Linked DNA regions of Mus musculus: region 1 is linked to region 2. A link is a contact called in public capture Hi-C data. All regions are on one chromosome and are shown on one strand. Each heading gives the region's core, a stretch centred on a gene start, on an enhancer-like site or on the middle of the called end of the contact. The rest is flanking DNA. Distances are from core to core; before and after follow the strand shown.

What was found. Capture Hi-C pulls out chosen DNA fragments and counts their contacts.
Region 1: a capture Hi-C map of macrophages shows a contact between it and region 2, with 10 times the contacts expected there. The contact joins the promoter of Pla2g3 here to the promoter of Osbp2 in region 2. A contact is called at or near these places in 7 of 39 promoter capture datasets (the C10 cell line, the HPC-7 cell line, HPC-7-derived erythroid cells and 5 more), 2 of 15 datasets of contacts at CTCF or cohesin (the NIH/3T3 cell line and pro-B cells), 14 of 484 Hi-C or Micro-C datasets (the 3T3-L1 cell line, the C2C12 cell line, the G1E-ER4 cell line and 7 more), 4 of 115 datasets of contacts at active chromatin or transcription factors (embryonic basal ganglia and embryonic stem cells) and 3 of 9 other capture datasets (adipose tissue, liver and macrophages).

What each region holds. Positions count from the first base shown.
Region 1 is chr11:3,486,650-3,489,996 of GRCm38.p6, forward strand. Pla2g3 (phospholipase A2, group III) reads left to right here and starts at 1,578. Exons shown (of 7, transcript NM_172791.2): 1 at 1,578-2,204; 2 at 3,113-3,245. The coding sequence starts at 1,703.
Region 2 is chr11:3,862,549-3,865,709 of GRCm38.p6, forward strand. It overlaps Osbp2 (oxysterol binding protein 2), which reads right to left and starts at 1,355. Exons shown (of 14, transcript NM_152818.3): 1 at 685-1,355. The coding sequence starts at 1,319.

The sequences.
Region 1 (3,347 bases), core at 328-2,827, 380 kb before region 2:
TCCAAAGCTGGGCTCTTGATGTGAGTCCATCCAGCCTTCCCAGTGAAGGGCAAGGAAGGCTGTGGAATGTGGAAAAGGGAGCCGAGCTGGATGGCAGGTCCTACGACAACAGCGAATACCACTACTGTGCTTTTTTTAAAACCTTGGCTTGTGCCCACACCCTCTTCTCTCACTGCCACCACATCTTTCTCAACCTCAGGAGAGGGGTTTGGCACCTGGGTTAAATAATTCTCTTTTCATTAATCCTCGGCTATTACCTCCAGGTCAGGGCTAGTTCTGAAGCCACAAAGATAGGCCTCATGGCTGAAGCGGACTCTCTGCTCCCTTCCTACACTGGCTCTGCCTCTGCCTCGACGGGACTTGACTTCCTGCAGAGTGTAGCATGGCAGCTGAGGGGGACTGCTCCAGCTAGCCCCAATTTGCGCCTTTAAACTCTCTCAGCCCTGTGGGGACCTGAGTGTCGTTTGAATTATTTTTACATCACTCTGGGGCTTCAGTTTCTTCCTATCTTGACTGTTGTTGTTGTTGCTGCTGCTGCTGTTGTTGTTTGTGTGTTTGTTTTTGAGACAGGGTTTTTGTGGCTTTGGCTGTCCTGGAACTCATTATGTAGACCAGGTTTGCCTTAAACACCGAGATCTGCCCACCTCTGCCTTCTAAGTGCTGGGATCAAAGGTGTGCACATAACAGCCAGCTGGGCTCAGTTTCTTCATCTATATAATGGGTATAACTACTAGCTTCACCAGATGGTTGGAAGCAAAATAACACATCAGCTTGGGGACATGGGAAACAGTGCTGAGTATAGCCCCCTCCATGATACAGAGACGTAAGCCTCTTGGGGGGGGTGGGACACATGATTCCTTCTGGGCGTCATACTCCAAGAATAGAAGGACCTGGCCCCCTGAGCCATTTTATACTTATTTGGGGACCTTATCTTTTAAATCCCCAGTGCCAGTCCTGCTCCAGGTTACTATCAGGTCCTACTCTGGTTATGTATCCCAACCATCAGACAGGAGTATGGCGTTGGACCAGACCTGTGCTGGAAGTCGCAGGGATCCTGTGGCACTCTCTTTGGAGAATCCCAACAGCCTTTCTCAGAACCAGGACTTGCAAAGAGCACCAGAATCAACCTTCTTTTCCCAGAAGATTTGGGAACTCCCAAGGTGGGCTCCAGAGCCCCAGCCGTGCCCTGGCCTCTTTCACCCGCCCTAACTGAAGTCCATGGCCTCTTGCCAATCTCATAGACTTGGGTGTGGTAGTTGCAACTGGGTTAGGAGTACAAGGACAGGTTCTGGAGGTCTCCTCTAAGTCCCTGAACTCTCTTCTGGCTCCAAAGGGGATAAAGCTCCCCCTTGACCTCCCTCCTCCATCCTCACCCTCATAGTCCAAGGCTTTGGCTCCCACAGATGCTTCCAGGGCAGCCCGGGGCAGGTGACTGGACAGCTCCGCGGACACGATGAGTGGAGGCGTGGGCTCAGCAATGCATCCCTCAGCCAATCAGCAGCCTGCCCAGCCGGTGGATTCGGTTACAAGCCCAATATCACCCCATACACCAGCCTTCCTCCTCCTCCCTAGGCTCCATTCATTGGCCCTGACACCCAGGGGCTGCTGGGCATCGCTTCCGCTGGAGCCTCAGCAGCTGCCTCAGGGGCAGTCAAAGGCAGGCATCCCGGGGCTTTGTCTGACCAGGCTGGACTAGAGTAGAATGGGGGTCCTGGGGGTACTTCTAGGAGTGCTGGCTTTCCTAGAGGGCTCCCATACCCGTCACTGGGACAGTACCTCCTGCCATTTGGTCCAGCCCATCCCTGGTAACCCTCTGGGCTCCCTGAGCTTCTTGGGCAAAGATGCCCAAGGCCTGGCATTATTCCAGGCCTTCTGGGATACACACCACAGGCTGCAGGTTTGTATCAGGCAGGATGAATCTGAACTTATCACAGCGTTCAGGGCCCTCTGTGCTCATGAGCCTTTGCAGCACTCCTTCATCCAAACCCCTGGACCTGCGCTGCAGAGAGCACTGGCCACTCTGCAGAGCCAGTGGGAGGCATGTCAAAGGTCTCAGGATAGTCCTACAGGAGCCAGGGAGAAGCGAGCAATAGAGCAGAGTGGAGCACCTGACAGAGAGCACCGTCGAAGGAGGAGAGGCTGGACCATTCCTGGCACGCTGTGGTGCGGTGTTGGGAACTCTGCTGAAAATGCCTCAGAACTGGGTGAGCCCCCGGGGTTTGGGTAGGTGTATGGTATGTATATGTGGGGTGGGGTGTTGGACTCCAGCCTGGCTCCCATTCTTCCAGGCTGTGTTATTGGAGAAGTGACATAGGCACTTTAACCTCATTTTTTAAATCTGTAAAATGGGTATGAATATGAGTAGCTCTTCATGAGACACTTAAGTGACGTCATGGATGTGAAAGGTCTTACTCAAACCCATGAATCACTCGAGGGAGGAGGTAGATTGAGGAGGATCCAGATTCTACTGCTCTAAACAACCTCTACCCATGAGGTTCTTCAGTGGCAAGAGCTCCAAAGACCTGGGTACAGCTCAGCATATTCAAGCTGACACTTCTTGAAGCTCCAAGTTCCTTATCTAGAAGATAAAGAGCCACTTCCCTTTGGGGGCTGCTGTGAACTCCGCTCATGTAAACATCACAACAAAGGGCGCCATTGCTCGAACTGTGGTTGAATGCTGTATATCTGCAAGGAATGCTGCTGGAGGACTAGGCTTGAGCAGGCAGGATGGCATCTTGGCCACCCAAGATGTTCTTGCTGTGCCAGAGGAAAGACTGTGCCTGGCCTGACTATCATTCCATAACACACACTTTCATTATCTGGAGTTTTATTTGGGTGTGAGCTTGGGAACTCTGTGAGTCAGCTCTGAGGAAGACAAGTCCAGAAGCTGGTGGGTGGGCTCCCTTGTTTGGACCAGGCAAAGGAGGCTGCCAGCCTGTGGTCTTCTCTGAGAACTCTGGAGCTGTGAGGGCCCTGTATCTGGACAACAAGCGCCCTGCCCTGGCCATGAGCTGGACTGCGGAGGGCCGTTTGCTATACAAGGTAGGCATATATGAGCTGCTTCACAGCATCCAGGCCCCTGCTCCACTTTGTTCCCTTTCTCTCCATGCAGGCGTGTTCCACGGCCCTGACCTCTGCTGCCGGGAACACGATCAGTGCCCACAAACCATTTCGCCCTTGCAGTATAACTATGGCATCCGAAATTTCCGCTTCCACACCATCTCTCACTGCGACTGTGACGCCAGGTTGGCAGCAGAAAGAGAGGGCCTGAGGCTCGGGGACAGAGTAGAGTTACCCGGTTCTTGGGTCTAGGCACCAGGGACCCAGAGAGTTCTAAAGACCAGCAG
Region 2 (3,161 bases), core at 105-2,604:
CGGGAGACCTAGACACTGCTGCAGCAACCCCACTTAGTTTGAGAAGCTCTCATCTAGAGCGGCCTGAGATCTCAAAGCTTGCAATCCCAGGAAACAGCTAGTGAGAAAGGGAAGGAAGTCCAGCTTTAGCAGGAGGTCGTGCCAGCTCTGTCTCTACTGCAGCTCCGAAACCCAAGCTACTTCTGGAATAAGCAAGGGAACAGGAAAGCATTATCTGCTGCAAAATGTCAACTTGGGGTCCCAGGGGGTACACACTATGTCTGCTCTATCTGTGGGTCAGCGAGTCCCAGCCCAAGGCCTGGCCACCAGCAGGTGTCAGCAAAGGTAGGAAACAAATGAAGTAACCACGGGAGGTGGGACCCACAGTCCTTCCCAAGAGAGGGGTTCACTAGCTGCCTCCCTCCATGAACACAGTGAACCAGACGCAGCCCCTGGTTCCATGACCACCAAAAACAGGAGGGGAACAAAAGACCTACTCCACCCATCTCCCCACTCATCCTTTTAAACTCAAGCTTGCCAGAGGCCATGTCCACAGGTCACGTCTTCCCTTGGCAGTTGACAGGCATTACTTCTACAGAAGTTCATGCAAACATCTCAGAAGGGTTATGGTGACACCCACCCCACAGTCGAGGCCGGCCACCACCACCCTCCAACCACAGATGTCCTACCTCGGTACTTCCGTACCTGTAGTAGGACAGCAGGCCATTGCCGAGCACGAACCAACGGCGCTGGTAGCCCTTCAGGTAGTTAGTCCACTTGAGGAGCCAACCCTTGTAGCTGTCCAGAGGTGGTGAGACCATTTGGACACCAATCCCTGACACCGGAGTCCCGACAGAAATCTTCGCCTGTCCTTGTCGCAGAAAAGACTGGGTCTTTGGCACCAGCTTGGACTCGGGTTTGGTGACGGGCAAACTCCCTACTGTTGACTGCAGCGGGGACGGCATTGCCAGCTCTGGCGAAGCTTTGATGATGGACACAGACCTTGTGCCGTTCTCTGACCCCGGCCACAAGCCCTGTAGTTCCGATTCCTGCCCAACCCCTGAAGGCCTTGGCACAGACGTCGTCTGGGACCCAGGTTCGGATCTCGACGCCGGCTCAGAAATTGGCTGGCACACCTGTTTCGACAGCAACTCCCGCTCTGGTGCCTGCACAGGCTGGAGCTGAGGCTTTGACGCTGGTCCTGAGCCGAACGCGGATGAGTTCATGCCCGGCGCCGCCGTGTGGCAGGACAAGCAGGGCACAACCGTGAACAGCGACGAGAGCCCGCGGGAGCGGCCAGCGCAGCCGCCGCCTCGGCTCAGAGCGGCCGCTTTCCCCATAGAGCTGTGGACCCGAGCTCGGCGGAGCGCGGAGTGGGGGCGGGGCGGGGCGGGAGTGGGTGGGGCCTGTTCGGAGGGAGTGGCGGGGCGGAGCCGGGCGGGGTTGGTGGAGGAGTGGACGGGATGGGTGGAGCCCTCACGTGAGCGACAGAGATCGGGTGCGCGTGGGTCCCTCCGCCGCTCTGGCTAAGGTGGAAGGAACCCCGTGGGCCAAGAGTTAGGCAGACGACGTGGAAGGCACTTCACGCTTCAGGCTGCTGTCCCTCCTGTGCCAGGCGCTGGGAGAACAATGGTGAATGAAAGCCACGCGGTGCGCTCGCCACGCAACTCTGAGCAATGGGTGGGTCGTGGACAGCAAATCTCAAACCCTGGGAGTCCGACCTGAGGAAATCCAGCCTAGGCCCTCTCCCTAGTTGTGGGAACTGTAGCCACTCCACAAACTTCTGTTGGCTCATCTATACAATGAAGATAATACCTCCTTCAAAGGCTGTAATAAGATGGTGCATATGAGGCACATTTGGCAGAGTAGATGCTCCGAGAGCATCATTGAGTTATTAACTAGAGAGTTCTGTGGTACATTTTGTCAGCGACCAGAGCAGGAGATGAGAGCAAGGTTGACAAGCTTGGGAAGCAGCCACTGTGCATGCACGTGTCAGATGTGTGTGCAGCCCTCAGGGAAGGAAGCTAACTAATAAATTCTTAACGAGATGTTTCGACTCCTGAAACAAATTGCCAAGCTACCTAAGATGACAGGCCTGTCATTAGTTCTACCAAATTTGGGCAAGAGTCACAGAAGAGACAAGGTCTACAGAGTTAGAGAAACAAGAAAGACCTTCAAGGAGAAACCGCTGTGTACAAAGACCCAAACCAGGGAGAACAGCTTGTCTGGCAAATAGCTAATAGCTCAGTGTTTTGTCAAGAGGAGGGCAGGACACAGAACAGCTGCCCCACACCCCACCACAAGGAATGCCCTTTATCCTAGAGAAACCAAAGCTTCTAGAAACAAGGGAAATTTATTTTCATTTTTAAAGTGGGGGGGGGGGGGAAGGAGGTGAGATGGCTCAGTGGGTAAGAGCACTGACTGCTCTTCCAAAGGTCCTGAGTTCAATTCCCAGCAACCATATGGTGGCTCACAACCATCTGTAGTGAGATCTGATGCCCTCCTCTGGTGTGTCTGAAGACAGCTAGAGTGTACTTACATATAACAATAAATAAATCTTTGTGCCTGAGTGAACAGAGGTCCTGAATTCAATTCCCAGAACAGAAACCACATGAAGGCTCACAATCATCTGTATAGCTACAGTATACTCATAAACATAAGATAAAATAAATAAATCTTTTAAAATAAAGTGTGTTGAAACAGAGTCTTTATATGTAGTCCAGGCTGGTCTCCATCTGGAAATGTTTGTTTCTTAGAACCAGAGTTCTGGGATTACAGACGTGAGCCATTATACCTGGCCCAGAGCTTTCACTCTTAATATTCTGGACAAAAAAAAAGAAAAACTTTAAAATCTCTGATCTTTCCCAAAGAAATGTCAACTCCAAGTCTGGAGCAGGAAATGCACAAGATAGACAGAGCCACCCGGAGCAGGAGCGATGGCCAGTCTTGCTAAGGACCTGGGATTCAGGTCCCAGAACTCACACTGCAGCTCACACCATCTACAACTCCAGTCCCAGGGAGCCAATGCCCTTTTATGGCCTCTACAGGCACAAATGTGGTGTATGGGCATCTATGGGAAGGCAAAACAGCCATGCACATTTAAAAAATAAATAAATAAAAGGAGGAAAGAATAGATGAACTTATCTGGAAGATCTTGTCATAGTCAGAAGCAAAGAGTCATT